Regions from separate parts of the Zea mays genome. Here region 1 is linked to region 2. A link is a contact called in public Hi-C data. All regions are on one chromosome and are shown on one strand. Each heading gives the region's core, a stretch centred on a gene start, on an enhancer-like site or on the middle of the called end of the contact. The rest is flanking DNA. Distances are from core to core; before and after follow the strand shown.

The links. Hi-C and Micro-C count contacts between places; a contact is called where the count stands out from the background.
Region 1: a Hi-C map of leaf shows a contact between it and region 2, with 8 times the contacts expected there. The contact joins the promoter of LOC100384416 here to the promoter of LOC100383668 in region 2. A contact is called at or near these places in 4 of 25 Hi-C or Micro-C datasets (ear, leaf and tassel).

Annotation. Positions count from the first base shown.
Region 1 is chr5:37,505,529-37,508,865 of Zm-B73-REFERENCE-NAM-5.0, reverse strand. It overlaps LOC100384416, which reads left to right and starts at 1,923. Exons shown (of 18, transcript NM_001362362.1): 1 at 1,923-2,693. The coding sequence starts at 2,293.
Region 2 is chr5:36,715,259-36,718,687 of Zm-B73-REFERENCE-NAM-5.0, reverse strand. LOC100383668 (F-box/kelch-repeat protein SKIP11) reads right to left here and starts at 2,082. Exons shown (of 3, transcript NM_001176310.1): 1 at 1,808-2,082; 2 at 184-1,724. The coding sequence starts at 1,560. The coding sequence ends at 229.

The sequences.
Region 1 (3,337 bases), core at 674-3,173, 790 kb before region 2:
TCGGCCAAGTAACACTTGCCTACTTCCACGTTGTGGTGTCCCAATGGACGAGGGTTGCACTCAACCCCTTTCAAGTGATCCGATGATCAACTTGAATACCACGATATTTTCCTTAGAGTATTTTCCCGTTTGCGAGGAATCTCCACAACTTGGAGTCTCTCGCCCTTATAATTGAGATCACAAAGAAAGCACAGAGTAAGGTTGGGAAGAGCAACACACACAAGACTCAAATACGCAGCACACTCACGCACACAAGTGAAGACTCGAGCTCAAATGACAACACAGGGAGTTCGCGACTCGAATGGAGCTCAAATCTCTAACACAACAAAGCGAATGCGCGGGAGCAGAGTCTGAATGCCTTAGAATACTTAGTGAATGCTTGGGGTACTTCTCCATGCGCCTAGGGGCCCCTTTTATAGCCCCAAGGCAGCTAGGAGCCGTTGGAGGCCAACTTGGAAGGCCAAACTTGCCTTCTGTCGGGTGGTGCACCGGACAGTTACTGTAGCTGTCAGGTGCGCGATCTCCTTCCTTTTCTGGCACATCCTACCGTTGGTCCTCGGGATCGGTTGGCGCACCAGACACTGTCCGGTGCACACCGGACAGTCCGGTGTGCCCTAACTGACCGTTGCTGCGGGCCACGTGTCGCCCGCGGATTGCTGGACCGACCGTTGCGCTGGCGACCGTTGGCTCACCGGACAGTCCGGTGCACCACCGGACAGTCCGGTGAATTATAGCCACGTCGCCTTTTTGCTTTTCCCGAGGGCGACGAGTTCGCCGCTGATGACTCATCGGACAGTCCGGTGCACCACCAGACGGTCCGGTGAATTATAGCCGTACGCCGCCGTCGAGTCCTGAGAGTGGCCTTTTCACGCGGACCAGCCTGGCGCACCGGACACTGTCCGGTGCACCACCGGACAGTCCAGTGTGCCAAGCCGAGCTGGAGTTGGCTGCACAGAGCCAAGTCTTTTTCCAATTCTTTTCTTCCTATTTCTAGCACTTAGACAAAATACATTAGTACTCAAAACAATGACTAAGTCTAGAAACATACCTTGTTATATGATTTGCACTTTTTATTTGTTTGGCACATATGAACTCACTTACTATGTGTTGGACACTTAATCACCAAAACATTATAGAAATGGCCCAAGGGCACATTTCCCTTTCACCTTCTGAGGACTGCAGACGAGGAGGAGATGGCGGACGTGACGACGCGGGCGTGGGATGGACGGGCGGGGATCGCGGTAGTGAGAGACGATTGCGGGAGACAGAGGCGGGGGCGTGCTTCACCAAAAAAGGTGGACGCCCACTCTACCATTATATAGAGTAGTAGAGATATGTATGAAAAATGACATTTTATGATAGTAATAGTAGGTTATAGAGCGATTATTTAGAGAGAACCGTTATGGAAGGAAGAAAGTAGGTGATGAGGTGAGGTATCTGCATAGTGCGATAAAGGGAAAAATTAAAGTTATTTGGTTTAAAGAATCACTCCATCTAAAATTATATGATGTATCTTAAGTCTATTGCTTAAATTTAGTGGAACGATCCTATTCATGGTATTAGTACTAACAAACAATAAAAAAAGAGTGCACCGGGAAAAAAAATTGGTGCAGCCGTCTGCAAATTTGAATGTTTGCAGTCCCTCACAAAAAAGAGGATATACCCTACCTACAGGTGCAACAACACAATTAAAACGTTACCTGATAAACCTGTAGGTGGGGTCTATTCTCCTTTTTGTGAGACAGACTGTAAATATTCTGGTTTACAGCCCGCTGCAGCAAAATTTTTTCCAATAGCAAAGCCTAAGCAAGAACACGGTCCAGCAGAAAACTACTCCACTGGCATCTGGCCCCGATGCCCCGGGCCCTACCCGTCAGTGTACCGAACCATATAATATGGCCGCGCCGCATCACCCCCTCGATCCGAGCCGTCCCTCTCACCCTTCCCTGATCTACCTCCCTAGCCTGCCGCCACCACCGTCGTCTCTGCGCCGCGCAGATCCGCCCTGCTGGTGCGGCACCACTCGAGCATACGTGTACGGACGCGACGAGACGTAGTCCCCGCCCACCTCGCCGAGGACTCGTTCCTGTTTCGTGCGCGCCAGCACTACCGGTGTCCGTGCGTGGCTGGGCCAGGTCGATTCGACCGAATCCGGTGGAGTTCACCGTACCGTGGTGTCAAATCGGTGAGTTCCATAGTGTTACGCGTGGGGGAGGAGCGTTCGGGTCTGTCTGGCCGGAAGTGGCGCTGGGATGGCTCTAGGGTTTGGTTTTGATCTTTTGGCCTGAGGGCATGGCGAATGAGGGCCGGATGAAGGGCGTGCAGGGCGTTGGGGGTGGAACTGGTGACGAGGAAGATGGGAATGAGGAGGTGCGAGAGGAGCTGGAACTCGCGCTATCGCTGGGGTGGCGAAGCTGGCACCTCCCGCCGCGGCAGGAGCCCGCTCCCAGCTCACATAACTGGACGGCGGTTCTGCCGGAGTGGAACCCCGACGCCGCTGGTAGCTCGCATGATGCGAAAACGGCCTTGGGCGGACAATCTATCCCTTCTCTCAGGTTCCGAGACATGTTGGGTGGTATCCTAGACGCCTCCCATGCGGGTGGCAGTGTGGAGGTTGGGTGGGGCAACCTGGACGAAGAGGATGAAGACAGAGACCTGCAGAATAAACGGCTTAGAGTACAACACTTTGGCGAGTAAGTTATGCGAATATTGCTCCTCATTTTTAGTATTTTGCATGCTGTGGAGTTTTGGTTGTTTAATTGTTTCGTTTTTCTAGATCCCATTGATAGTAGTTTTGGTAAAACCTGCCTAGTGAAATTGAAATGAAGCTGCGCTTCATGCACTATGTAGTTGATGTGGAATTGCGATCTAAGGTCTTGTTCTTTTGTGTGTATTTGGAGGATACCTAAGATATATTTTGAACTCAAGCATGAGAATTTATGCAGTGCATTTTTGGATGTACGGGTATGTTGAAATGTTGAGCCCATTCTAACAATGATATCAATGGGCATGTTTGGTTCGCTGCCTCACGCCTAAGTTTAGGCAAGTTTGACCAAGGTAGGCATGTGTTTGGTTTATAGCCACAGTTTAGCCAAGACTATTCTCCCGCTGCATAAACTTGTAAAAGTGTGACAATATTTCCTTAGGCGTGGCAAACTGTGGCACATAATTTAAGTGCCTAACTTTAGTCAAGTGTGGCTTAAAATGTGTGGCAATTTTTAACATGTAAAGTATAGAACCAAACTGTATTGAATTAATTGCAGGATATTTAGGGCCTGTTTGGCATGACTCTGCTCTACTTTGGAGCAGCTCTGTTCCAAAACTGTAGGATGGAGCA
Region 2 (3,429 bases), core at 833-3,332:
AGATCTTAAGACTGATCCAAATGTAAATGAAAGAAAAGGATTAGTCGGGGCGGAAACTGACGTATGAACTCAAGTTTTACAAGATCCTGCTGCTGCTCTGCTGATGCCAACTACATCAGCTACCAGGTCAAAGGCAGAAACTCATGGAGTGCTGAAGCTAAACAGGCCTTCCATTGTGAATACCTCTCTTTGTAAACATCACTGTGCAGAATCCTTGATGAAGTGAACTCAGCAGCTCATCACAGCGCAATTATACACAAAATTTCCAGATGGCCGTCTGTCCATCAGATTCCACACAGGTGGCTTGTCATCAGGAATCCATGAGGTTAGCTCAATCGTTCCCCCAACTGGCGTTCTTGGGCCACCAATGACAATAAGCCTCTCACCACATGCCCTGAATGCAAGGCCCCATCCATTCATGGACACAGATCGCTCAGGCAATTTACCAAGTGTGATCCACCTATTATTCTGCTTGTCATACTTCTTCACATCCTTCTCACTATAGTCAGCAGCATAAAGCTCATTCTTGACCACTGCAACAAGTGGGGGTGCACCGCTCACTCCATTTAGACCACCAGACATGTTCTCGATCACCCTCCAAGTCTTGCTCTGCACATCGTACACTTCACCGCAGGTCAATACCATGTTGTTGTTTGTCACACCGCCAATTACATAAAACTTGCCATCCATGAACAACCCAGAGCAATTTTTCCGTGCCTTATTCATGCTAGGAAGAGGTGTCCAAGTATGTGTCTCAGAGTTGTATAGCTCTGCTGAGCTAAGGATCCTGCCAAGAGAATCAGTGCCACCAGCAACATATGCCTTCTCACCAACGCTTGCCGACCCAAATAAACACCGAGGAGAGTTCATCACCTCACCTCGTGACCAAGAGTTTGTCAGTATACTGTATCTGAAGACAATATGTGCCATCCCAAACACAAGTAGTTCGGTGCCCACAGCCAAAGACTCCTTGTCCGAGCACATGAAGCACTCGTCAGGCGGCATCTTGGGCACCGAGATCCAACGCTTGCGGTAGGGGTCATAGGCATCCCACTCCAAAACATTACAGGAGAAGTACACCCAATGCTCCGCTATGTTATTCTGCCGCCGCAGCCTGTAGATCCCCCCTCCTCTCACCAGAGACCGGAAATCATGATTCAACGATGCCACTGAGCCATACTCTGACCGAGACAGCCGGAGGAGGCAGTTGATGGACAGGTCCCGACCGATTTCTCCTATGAGGTCACCCCCACCACCGCTGTGCTCCCCACCACCAGCCACCACGGTGGTGCGGCGGCCAGGGACATGAGCTTCATGAATATCTGGCGTGTGTGGCTGCGGTGACGGCGGCTTGCTGCGCTTGCCACCGCCATCCACCTCGTCCATTTTCTGGACCTCGTCTTCGAAGTCTTCCGGCGCACGCCGCTTCCGTCCGGCGCCTTCGAGGAGGCCATCCACCCACTGTAAATCGACGTCGCATCCGCCCCGCGAAGCCCGGGAAGCCAGGCAGGAGTCCCCGTCTTGCAACGCCATGTCCTCTCGCTTGTCGTACAGATCCATCCCCGCCGCGGGTTCTTGAAAGAACCGGACGCGGCAGCTGCGGGTTCTTACAAGAACCGTACGCGACAAGCACAAGCAAGACGGGGGGAGCCGGTCTCGATCTCCTCTCCTCCTTCTCTTCCTCCTCTCAGGATTTACACCCCGCGCTTTGCTCTTGCTCCGATCTGCGAGCAGAAATAGGAGGAGGTAAACGAATTGGGCGACAAATCGCGAAGGACAGATCGAGAAGCTGAGATCTGGTAAGCACCTCACGAACCCATCCACCCACTCATAGCTCAGTAACACGAATGACGAATCCCCCTCCACCCATCCGAGAATTGAATCCCCCGACGCAAGAATCGGCGCACGTACCTAGGCAGATAAAGGCATCCGATCGAAGAACACCGAATCAACGAAGACAGATGCGGCGGCGGCAGTTGGATCCAGGAAGCAAAGCGAAAAGAAAGGGCAGTCACATCAAACCCTTCCCATCAACTACCCTCTCTCTCTCTCTTCCCTGTACAAAATTTCATTCCCAGCTCCCTCTCTAATCTCTATCTAATTGGCCATATAATATAACTGCGTATATATATAGAAGATGGATAGCTAGAAATAGATGGACTGGTCTCACCCTCTTCTTCTACCACGGGTCTGCGGCGAATGCTTTCCCTGCTGTATGGCGTGTGCCGCCGCCGCATATGGAACCGGTCAAGCCATCTGTTTCACTGCATCGGTTTAGACCGTGTGAAATCGTTCTTAAATATTTTAAACAGGTATAATATAATTATATATTTATGTCTAGACCATTTTATAATTCATCCGTTTAAACTTTTGCAAAACTCATCCAATAAAATACAAACAGACTTAACGCATCATCAAAATCAACGATTCAGATCGTTTGATTCATTTCTCTTCATTAAATAAAATGATCACTATTATTTTAGATCATCTCTCATCTCCCTTCCTCTACAGCGACCCACACCCCCTCCCCTCTTATCGTCTGATTCCCATCCCACGTGACTCCACCGCCCCTCCACCTCACTCGTACCGCTACCATCGTCGATCCCTCCCTAACGTCGCTGGCCCCTCTCTCCACGACCCAACATCTCTTCCCTCTCCCCCTCACTTGTGACTCTGCTACCGGCACCTCTCTCGCGTCATCGCCATCGTCGATCCTCCCTCTCCCCTTCCCAAGATCATAGCGCTAGCACGGACTATATCCTAGTAACACATAATTACTAACATATACTTGATTACTTCATAAAAATACTATTATATATTTTCTTCTTAAATTATGTGATTTTTTATTTTATATCATACTTTATTATTTATATTTTTTAAAAATTTTATATAAGTATTATTTATTTTGTTATGAATTATTTTATCACTAAAGATACTATAAAAATGACTTTTTATTTTATTTGTTTAAACATCTGAATAAGTGAAAGTGTATCTATCTCTTCAATAATTTTTTGGCAAATTGAATAACAATATAATTAAAGATCTAATAAGTTTGCTAAGTGTTAAACTGAAATTTTAAGTATATTTCATGTACTTAAAGAAAGGGTATCAAAGGTTCAACAAGGATGCAAACTTGATGATATTTCATGTAGTGTTCAAATGAATACCAAAGTTATGTATTTTGTGCTAAAAATATGGCAACAATCTAGTTCAAGCATAAGACAACATGTAAATGCAATTGATAAATGAGATATCATAGCTTCATGTGAAAGTAAGCATATTTGGGAAATCGTCAATAAGATATGAGTTGATGATTTTTTATTGGTCTCGGTAGTGGCCTTGCTTTACATGAACAAGAAAAGTTTGATAATGGATTGACTTTGATCAAGTATTGAAAAATGAACCAATGGTGCATAAGTGAGAAAATAT